2 separate regions of the Mus musculus genome follow, and region 2 is linked to region 1. The links are chromatin contacts, called in public Hi-C maps. All regions are on one chromosome and are shown on one strand. Each heading gives the region's core, a stretch centred on a gene start, on an enhancer-like site or on the middle of the called end of the contact. The rest is flanking DNA. Distances are from core to core; before and after follow the strand shown. Region 1 holds the start of Ttc21b (tetratricopeptide repeat domain 21B). Region 2 holds the start of Cers6 (ceramide synthase 6).

Region 1 (5,419 bases), core at 1,118-3,617:
GACCTAGCAGTGGTTGTGAGGACTAATTGATAATGCTGTGAAGGTCCTTGTCTGAAAACCTAGGAGTAAGTTACGCCAAAACTCTGCGGCCTGTCCAACACCTCTCTCCTCAGCTCCGTACCTGTACTTTGCCACCTGCTGTTTAAACCATCAAACCAACCGTGATGCTCCCCACCCCCTTCTCATTTACCCAGTCCTGCCAATCAAAGCCGTCTTTAAGTGCATCCCTTTCCATGGATTTCATATTGCTCCCCACACCTGTTGGTATGCTTGTGGTTCGAGATAGACGATTTAGTCCAACAATCTTCCTTTTGATTTCTGAGGTGGGATCTCCTAATGTAGCTCAGGCTGGCTCAAACCTGCTCTCCTCCTGACTCTTTCGCCAGAGTGCCAGGAGTAGGCTTGTATCCCCATGCTCAGCGGTCTAGCAAACACTTTTGGACTGTCTACTTTCTAGTATTAGGTACTGTGTAAGATACTGAGAAGAGAGTATAACCTATCCTGTTCTACACTGTACTCTGAATCTATCAATAAGATGCTGAGAAAAGTTAACAAGAGTGTTTACTGCCATGGAAAAATCTTGAACATTCAGGTAAACTGTAATCTGAACACCCGCTGGGACACAATGCTATAATGAATGTGGGGTGGGCACTACTTCGCTTTGGGGAATACAGAATACTGTACTCAGCTTGGTAACTGTGGGTGACCAGGGAACCCACTCCTGCAGAGGATGCTAGAGCCGATTCTTCAATTATAAACACATTACTCCATCTCCTCCACATATAACACCGTATTTCTCTTGGAATATTTCTGAGAAAGGCCCAGGGCTGTAAAACGCAGAGGAAGAGCAATATGGAGATAAGAGTGTGGTACCTGGGTTGGGTGTGGTGATGGGCGGGGCTAAAAGCCAGCCCTTATTCTACAATAGGGTAGGAAACCAGAGTGATAGGTCCAAAGGGAAGGTAGGTCCAAGATATGTCTGGCTTTCTTCCCACTTGGTTTTGTATGGGTAGTGAGCTAAAAATAGTTGGAGAAGAAGGGCCAGGGAAAACCTTTCATAGACAAACGTTAGAGCTCATGAAGATGTACTGGCATATGAGGATGCTCCTTCATTTAGGTACATCCACAGCTGCTTACCAACGTCACTGCAGATGGACAGAGATACTAAAGTAGGTACCATCTGGCATTTTGTAGACGGTGCTTGCCACTCCTTGTTCAAGAACCTTGTTCTAGATAGAATATTGCACTGATCAAACTGGAAAGGGAAGAAGCCAAGGTCAGCAGCCTCAGTTTTAGGACACGACTCGCTCCTGTGCTAAGTGATGAGAAGTTTAATAATGGTTTTATCACTAAAGTGGTTTTAGTGCAGAACTCATTTGGATAAAATGAGGGATAAAACATGTAAAAGAGTTGGAGGAAAAACTTGAAAAGGTAATGTAGAAATTCATTAAAAAAAAAAAAAAAAAGCCAAACCTTTCGGTCTTCCCTAACTGTCAGCACCCACTGTCCTCTGAATATAATCAGTAGTTCTCATGACATTCATGTGTTTAATAGCTTGTGGGGTCAGCCCTCATAAATCAAGTGAAAGTTGCAAGACTAAGCACCTTTACTGCAGTATTGCAAGTACTTAGAAAATAGTGCAAAACACACAGAAGGCAGTCAACCAATGCTTGCTAAATGTACTAAGAACTTTTTCCAGTGTTGGATTTTTGAATGAGTAAATCTCATGTCCAGGAGTCTGTTCAGCTAGCTCCAACTTCCGGGAGTCACCCAAGAAAAAGCGCTCCACAAATACTGAACAGGTCCCAAAGTGGACAGAGGGGAGGGGAGGGGATGCGAGGGGAGGGGAGGGGAATGATCGCGAAAGGCTTCCAAACCTTGTCCTTGTTTTTCACCATTTCTGAAATATATGCTGAGTGCAACTATGGGAAGACCATTTTCATAATCTATAATACTCCTCCTTTTAAAGGACTTTCGTTAACCGCTTGCAAAGGTGAGTGCCGGGTAGAGGACATTAGCTCGCTAAGTCCCTAGAAATCACACTTGGAGACTAAGCAGGCTTTCCCAGGAGAAGTCCAAAGCCAACATAAGCAGGAGGCTGGGGGCTGGCCGTTAACCGCAAGGCAGTGGTTGAGCCCTCGGGATCATCCCGGCGGGGGGCGCAGCATCTCCGCCAAGGCCGCAGGCTCTCACCATCAGCTGCCCGAGCCACCCTGTACCTCGCAGTCCACTCGCCCTGCCCACGCCCCGCGCCGCCCGCTCACCTTCAGCCCCTGGGAGTCCATGGCCGCCGGCTACCCGGAGGGTGCCCACCGCTGCCCGCCGCAGGGTTAGGGGTTCAGACCCACTTCCCGGGCCCTCAAACCCTAAGGGACGCGGCGTGCAGCACGAGGGGCGTGGCCCGATCTCCATTGGTTGTCGGCGTGAGGGGGCGGAGCTTAGTTGTAGGACTAGGAAGGAGGGGGCCACCGGAGCAGGCGAGGAGGGAACCCCGAGGGAGGACCGCGAGGGCGACTGGGGCTGGAATCCGCTGAGCATTGAGTGCTGCCGAGTTGTGGGGCTAGAGGAGGGAGGTCCAGCCTGGAAACGGCGCGAGGAGGAGGGATTGGGTGGAGCAAGAGATATGAGATTAAAGAATAAAGATGATGAAGCAGCAAATAGGAGGGAGAGCCATGCCGCTTTTCATCCCTGCAAACAAAGGCCGACTCCATTTTCTCAGCATTTTTTGTGGAAGCCGATTTGCGCAATGCGGCTTAGTACTTGACCAGGGAAAATGATTTACCTGACACGTGTAGTAATCGTGTCTGGGCCACAAGGTGGCGCAGAAAAATCACAGTTCGGCAAAAACCTTGAAGCCTGGCTTGGGCTTGTTCTAAATCTTTTCAGGCGCTGCTGTAATTTTGCTATTCGAGTGCTTATTAAACTGCTCCGCCAGATTTCCACCCCCAAAGTCTTATTTAAAAATATGTGGTTACCTCTTTTAGATTTCTATTTCTTAAGTGTTTGCTGTAGTTTGGATCTAAACTGTCCCTCAAAGACACACGTGCTGAATGTTCCCCAGCCCGTGTGCTGTTGGGAGTGGTGGAACCTTTGATAGATGAGGCCAAATGAAAGGACTTTAGAAGATTCTCACGTGACCTTGAAGAAGACATTGGGACCATGGACTTGCTGTTTGCTTTTCTTTTTGCTTTTCTGTTTGCTTCCTGGCAGCCTTCCTTAGAAGATCTTCACCAGTGTATTTATCATGAGATCCAGCAAGCTGACTGAGAGGGGCATCTAGACACACTAATTTGTTTCTGCTTGTATTCTTTAAAGGACTGCAGGCAGCTGTGGCCGTTATACTGATGTTTTAGTGGGCCTCCTGCCTGCTCTTAGGACTCTTCCTTCAATCGGGTTGCTTTCTCCATCCTCCGTATGAGATCTTTTACCTTGTCTTACTGTATTTTGGTCCTGTTTGGCTGTCATCTCTTAGAAGCCTACTTCTTTCTGAAGAGGAGAGGGAGGGGGAATGGATCTAAAGGAATGGAGAAGCGGATGTGGTGAAAAGCTAGGAAGAGTGGGGTGGGGGAACTGTGGTTGGGATGAGAGAAGAATCCATTTCAATTAAAAAAAAACAGGCAGAATGATGTAGACAGTTCTAGAATTCTATCTTATCAAGAAGAGAGGTACTTAAGGTCATGACAAAGCAGTGGGGATGCTAATTATTCCAATGTGACCCCTGCTCTTTGTATGTGTGCACTGAAATATCGCACTGTATCCCAGTGAAAACCACCAGTTTCCACATTTTTGAGCATCATATAAGCCTTTTGAGTTTCAGTGGAGTCTTGGGACAGAAAGGGCCTTATGATACTGAGTGAGAATTAGTGTTGAGAGCCAGGGGTACACATCTTTAGTCCCAATTACAGAGGAAACCATGGCAGAATGGGCACTTGAGCCCATGAGTTCAAGATAGACAACTGGAAAGACACACCATCTTTAAAAGAACAAAATGTTCTTGTTAGATAAATGGGACTGGTGATTAGTCATAAATTTAATTAAATTAAGAAGAAAAAAATTGGGGGCTGGAGAGATAGCTCAGCGGTTATGAGCCCTGACTGACTGTTCTTCCAGAGGTCCTGAGTTCAATTCCCAGCCACCACATGGTGGCTCACAACCATCTGTAATGGGATCTGATGCCCTTTTCAGGTGTGTGTCTGAAGACAGCTACACTGTACTCATATAAATAAAATAAGTAAACCTCTAACAAAAAGAAAAAGAAAATTTCTTCTTATATACACTTCTTGTATACACATTTTAAAAGTACATTTCTCGTATATACATTAATTTTAACACAGAAATTTATGCCCATTCACAAGCATAGTGACTATTGTCTACTGATTTGTACATCATTTAAAATACAATGTACAAATATATTTACTTAAAATTGTGTATATGTTTTTGGTCCCTGGAGGACATTGTTGTCCTACGGGAAAGACAAAGAAGGCTTTATCTGCAATATCTGTCAAGCTCGGGTTCATGTGACAATCACTTAGGGTATACAATGTGGAAGGGGCTTGATGAGGTGCTGATGGGACTCTGAGTTAGTGGGCATAGCCACGTAGGCAAAGCATGTGCTTATAACACTTTCCCAAGTACTGCTGAGGCTTCCTGTCTGAGGATCGCACCTGGAGAACCAGCATTTTTGTTTAAGTGTAATATTAGCCCTATATATTGAGCAAAGGTTCTCCATCTTAAGATTATTTTGCTGGGCACACACATCAATATGCTTGTCCTTTATCTTGCCTGAGGTGGTGTGTGTATAAAAGTCTTTGCATATCAATAGGAAGGGAATACATAATGTCACAATTTCTATACAAGGATGGGGAACAGCAAAATTTTATTATTGTGTATTTGTGCATGTGCCTTGGTGCACAGGAAGAGATCAGAGGACAACTATGTGGAGTGTATTCCAACCTTCTCTCTTTATGCAAGTAACAGGAATCAAATGCAGGTCACCATTTTCACAGGAAGCCCCTTACCTACCGAACCATCTTGTGGGCTCCCAGAAACGTATGAACTTCTAAAACTAAATTAACTTCATTCCACAGACATGTCCCTAGACTATAGGTACAGGAAAAATTTTAAAGATTTGTCCCTGAATATGGAAGATGCTATAGAATAAATCATTCATTAGCAAATAAAATTATAGATAATATTCAGAGACTGTTTTGGCCAGGGGACTCAAGAGTTTGTTGAATTTTAGGAATGAATTGAACATGGGGGCAAGAATGTTCTGGTAATACACAGCCTCTCAGATAAGTGTCCAAAAATGCCGTCTCTATTGGTTTTTAAGATCTAGAAGACAGTTTAAAAGTTTGGTACTCCCCCCCCCCCAAATAAAACCTCTTTGTTCTCTCTCTGTCACTCTCTGTCTCTTTCT
Region 2 (5,419 bases), core at 1,040-3,539, 2.6 Mb after region 1:
GTATATATATACCACATATATGAAATATATATATCTATATCCCCTACACACACATATGGGTTTCTTTGGTTTGTTTTGTTGTTTAGTTTTGTTTTGTGTTTTTGTTTTTAGGACAGGGTTTCTCTGTGCAGATCTGGCTGAGCCGGAACTCATTGATCTATAGACCAGGCTGGCCTCAAACACACTCATCTGCCTGCCTCCTGAGTGCTGGGATTAAAGGCGTGTGCTGATCACACTTGGCTGATATATATATGCGTGTGTGTGTGTGTGTGTGTGTATGTGTGTGTGTATGTATATATATGTATATATGTATATATACATATATTTACACACATATATACACACATACACATATACATGTATATATACACATACATACACATATATGTGTATATATATATTTTTAAAGTTTTTGAGGCTTACATTTTAGAGACAAAGTGCCAATAATGGTGTATGTTGTGTTAATGGTGGTGATGGCTTTGGGGAGGAATAATTGTACATTAACTTGAATGATAAAGGGAAGGCCCTATCCAGAGTAAAATGAAGGGAAGAGAAAAAGGATATTTTAGGAACGATGTTTCAAGGACAGAGGAAAACACACACACAAAGACTGTGTGGGTACGGTAGGTATGTTTTGTAAAGAGCAGGGAGCCCCGAGGGAAGAGAACACACGAGATCAGAGAGATAATAAGGAACCAAATGTCTTAAGACATAATGGCTTTGACTTCTGCTTGGGGGAGAACAGAGCTAAAGCAGGTTTAAGTACTGGAATTGTGGGACAAACATTTCAACCTGAGCACTATGGCCAAGAGAGGACAGTAATGGGACACAGGCAGAACTGGGGTTTGAGTGGTGATGGGGACTGCTCAGATGTGAAATGGTACGGCAGTTTAGATCAGCTGGTAGCCAAACAGGTAGTGGAGGGTGTAAGGTAATGGTTTATAAAATGACTTGGATGAATTTGTGATGTTAGAAAGGAAGTATGCAAGCAAGAGGAAAGTGGCTGCTTCCTTTTGGACTGAGCCGTGACCACAGGAAGGACAGGTCTGGAGGAGAGAGTAGTCATCGACCATCCAAAGAGAACTGCTAGGGACTGAATGTGTTCTCCCCAAATTCAGTGCACTGGCATTTGGAGGCTAAGCCCTTGGGATGTAATTAGTTTATGAGAATGAAATCTTGGGATGTAATTAACTTATGAGGATGAAACCTTGGTTGGAGCCCTAGTCAGATGACACACGGGTGCAGTCTCTCTGTCTCTGCAACAAGAAATTCTCTGCGAAGACAATCACCTGTCAGGAAGAGTCCAGGAAGGGTGTCTTTGCCACCCCTTAGATTGCCTAGAACTTTGGCTTTGGACTTTGCCTCTGCAAGTATGAGGAACGCATTTTCATTGATTGAGCCATATGTCAAAACAAACAGCCTGAATTAAGGCAGGAACTGACCTTTGCAATCACAGCTGACCTTGAGTGACTTCATTGGGTGGGGAAGGCATGAATGGAAGTTCAATAAAGAACAGGAGGTGAGAATCAGGAGGCCTTGAGAGTTTGGTTTAAAGGCAGGGAGAGGAGGAATAAATACTCCTGCCCCCATTATCTACCAAGTCAAAATGTGGTTCCCACAGTATTTTCAGAGGTTACTGGCGCAGTTCCCCATAATGCTGCCGTTACTAGCTGCTATCACCATTAGACACCATCATCAAGCAATTCATTAATCAATCATAAATGCCTAATTTCTTGTGCTACTTCATAAATCAAAATTAGGAGCCTTGTTCCTTGGGGGACCCAGCTCAAGGGGAAGCAGTAGTGTAAAACGTGCCAGGAAGGTCAAGGAGGGGGGTGAGGTGCGGGTCGGAGGCAGAAGTCTCTTGCCAAATCATCCAGCCCCAGTTCCTGATTTTCTTTTAGCACTGGAGAGGATGATCCTTCCCCTCCCACTCCTTCCTCCTTCGCCTTTGCGCCCCCTACTTCTTCTTCTGGGGTTCTTTTTCAGCGCAGGGCTCTCTCTGGAAGCTCGGCCCCTGCCAGGCTCCTTTTCGCCTCCCTGCGCTCAGGAAGAGGACAAGAGCGCAGACACTCCAGTGGGGCAGGAGCTGGCGTTCTAACCAGGTGCGACCCAACTTGGGGCTGGGACAGAGGTGCGGGACGCGCTCCAGGTGCGGGTCCAGAGCCAGAGCGCGGCCCGCAGCTCCCAGGGCGTGGGCGAGCCGGCCGCGTGTGCCTCGGTGCTTGACGGGAACACTAGCCAATCAGGGCGTGCGGCCAGGCTGCCACGTGACAGGCGAGGCGGCCCTTTTCCCAGCGCGGCCAGAGGGAGGAGTGGAGCGGATCGCGGAGCCTGAGAGTGCAGCGGCCACAGAGGAGGCGGCGGCAGGCGGAGCGGCAGCGGCAAAGGCTCCCGGCCAACCCAGCGCGCATCCCCAGTGCCCTGAGCTGCAGAGAGCTCGGAGGAGCGCGGGAGCAGCGACACCGGAGTGGACAAAGCAAGATGGCAGGGATCTTAGCCTGGTTCTGGAACGAGCGGTTTTGGCTTCCGCACAATGTCACCTGGGCAGACCTGAAGAACACGGAGGAAGCCACCTTTCCGCAGGCGGAGGACCTCTACCTTGCCTTCCCCTTGGCCTTCTGCATCTTCATGGTGCGGCTCATCTTCGAGAGGTAAGAAGGGCCGAAGTGCCTGCTCTCCCGCACACACGCACACGCGTGCACACTCGCCTGCTCCGTGGCGCACGCCCCCGCGCTTGGGCTCACACCTCCCAACCTTTGTGTTCTCTGTGGGGTCCCGATCCCTCGGCCAGGCTGACTTCTAGGGAGCTAGAGAGGGTCCAACTCGACCGCGGATTTCCTCCGGGGCGCCACGAAGGGGCGGCAGGGCGCTTGGTCACCGCCCGCGCTCCTCCTTTCCCGGCTTCCTCCTCCTAGAGAGGGTCGGCGAACAAAGGTGAGCGGAGGCTGGCCGCGGGGAACCGCTGCGCCGAGGGCTCGGCCGGCTCCCTCCGAGCCGGCACTAGGCGCTTCCAGATTGGGCTTCTCCTCCGAGGCTCGCCGCCACCCACCTGACAGCCTGGAACGATGGGGACGCGCGGCCCGGAGGGAGGAGGAGCGCACACACTTCCAGCCCTTCCACTCTTGCACGCACGCGGGCCGCGCTGCAGAAGAATTTGCTCGGACCTTTGGCTTTAGCTTGCTCCCTGGCTTCCATCCGTGACACGGAGTTTTAGGCCCTGGGTCCTGGGAAATAGGTGACGACAGCACTCCGGATCGCTACTGGTTTCTTTAAAAGAGGGCAGAACAGGACCGGTGCCCCTCGAAATAGTCATTTGAATCGATAGTAGGACCCCGTGACTAATCATAAGCGTCTTGCTGGTACCGGAAGACACTTGAAACGTTAAAAGAATTGTCTCATAATTTTTGGTATGAGTCCTCGATTTGGTTAGATCTCGCCATTGTAACTGCACACAAACTTGTGCTACTCTCACTGAGTCAGCCTTAAGTCACAGAACTAGATCTTGCCTGCTGTGCATTCAACACTTACTCGTGAAACAAAATCAGCACCGCACACTTCTTTCTTTTAACTGAAAAAAAAATCGCCTTCCTCTTTCCTCCTCCCACCTCCATTCATCAGCGAAGGCTGATTTCTTAGATCACAAATATCCATTTCTACTCTAACCTCCCTTCCCTGCCTCCAGCTCACCTTGGCTGTTGCTCAGGCTGCTGCTATCTTGTTTACTGTTGGTTTGCCTAAATCCATTATTGAGAATGTCAGAATGTATCTTTTGTGTCTTTTGTTGCCTGAAATAGCAGCTAAGCTTCCTGGGAACTAAAAAAGTATGTTTTGTGCTAAGGAAGGTGTAGTTTTCAATGGGCAGTGTTGTTGATTATGAAGTAAGTCAGCTGTTGCCATGCTGAAATTGACTCGCACAAAGGGACAGCCTCTATTTTAAAAGGATTGGATTCCAGTGCGGATATGTCATTGATCCAGCGCCTAGTCTCACTGTGACAAAGCTGGTGTGTTTGAAGGCTGCAAGTATTTACCTACAGAAAATAGGAACTCGAGTCTAACCTTGCCATTTCTGCAAAGACAAGCTGACTTTTAGGGATAATAGCAGGCTGTTGCCTGTGCAGGCACAGTTTGGGGGGGGGGGGCTCCATACATAGTTGCTGGATGACACCCAATGAAATCTGTCTGGATTCACTTTTGGGTACCCACTTTAAAGGAAATATCTAGTTGTCAATTTTGTAGAACAAAAATCAAGGCAGCTCATGAACCATATGTGAATGCTACATTTCCTCAGAATTCTCTCTCGGTCTGCTTCTGGGCTCTTCAGTAGGTTGGAAAATATTGAAGATAGCTTGGTTTGTGCTTGGCTTTCTTTGTCTTACACGCGCGCACACATTCCACTGATGTAATATCAGACTGAAGGTTCAGTTTTCTTTTTCTCAGAAATATTTTTCTTCCTAGCATAATCTAATGACTTTAAGAATTTATACAAAAGGATCAGCAAGCAGTCTTCAACTACCAGTAGTGACGACCCGTGTGTGTGTGTGTGTGTGTGTGTGTGTGTGTGTGTGTGTGAGAGGCCATCGATGAGAGTAGATGACATTTAATGGACTGTCTAGGAAGTGAGTAATGACTCTTTGTTCCCCGTGTGCGGGATGCCGCTGACTTTGTGGAGGGTAACTACTTTGTTTCTTCCTTCTATGGTCCTGACAGATGTAACTTTAACCATTCAGACCCAGGTCTCTAAAAGTCAGAGAGTAATTACATCTGGAGTGAGAGGCTCTACATTTTTGGGTTTTTATCAAACTCAAAGTACACACTCTGCTATTCAACCTATGGTGTGCATCTTGCCAGTGTCTATAGCTGAGCCAGACTGGATTGTTGTCAAAGATACAGCTTATGCTAGGTATCCTTTTGACATGATGCATGTGGAGTTTGTTTCTTTGTAGTGTTCTGTATTGGCTAACACTAAAGAATCCCATCATAAACTGAGTGCTTTTGTAATAGAGACACCTCCTCCAAGAGTCTGTGCTTTGATTATCATTTACTTCAAACTTGAGAGCATACTAGGAGATCTTTGATTATCCAAGATCTTTATCTCCCATTAAGAAAAGTCAGTAATGTTTTTGCAGAATTACATACTTGAGTGTGTCTTGAGTATAACACATTTATTTCTCTTCATACAGGAAACCACTAATGAACTGACTGAGTCGGGTCTTATCAATAGATGAATCGGGTCTTATTAATTGACTAGTTCTATCTTTTCTTTTCTTTTTTTTTTTCCTGCCACTGTTGGGGTGTGACAGAGAAGGCAGCAGTGGCTAGAACATGTCATTTTGCAACAACATATGGAGAACAATATGGTGTCCCAGCATGGCTGATTAAAAATAGAGCAGTCTAAGGTCACTGACTTGAGCCTGTG

Evidence for each region. A called contact is a pair of places that touch in the nucleus more often than the background predicts.
Region 2: a contact with region 1 is called in a Hi-C map of uterus, with 5 times the contacts expected there. The contact joins the promoter of Cers6 here to the promoter of Ttc21b in region 1. A contact is called at or near these places in 1 of 484 Hi-C or Micro-C datasets (uterus) and 1 of 115 datasets of contacts at active chromatin or transcription factors (astrocytes).

What each region holds. Positions count from the first base shown.
Region 1 is chr2:66,254,250-66,259,668 of GRCm38.p6, forward strand. Ttc21b (tetratricopeptide repeat domain 21B) reads right to left here and starts at 2,368. Exons shown (of 29, transcript NM_001047604.2): 1 at 2,265-2,368. The coding sequence starts at 2,285.
Region 2 is chr2:68,859,152-68,864,570 of GRCm38.p6, forward strand. Cers6 (ceramide synthase 6) reads left to right here and starts at 2,290. Exons shown (of 10, transcript NM_172856.4): 1 at 2,290-2,654. The coding sequence starts at 2,485.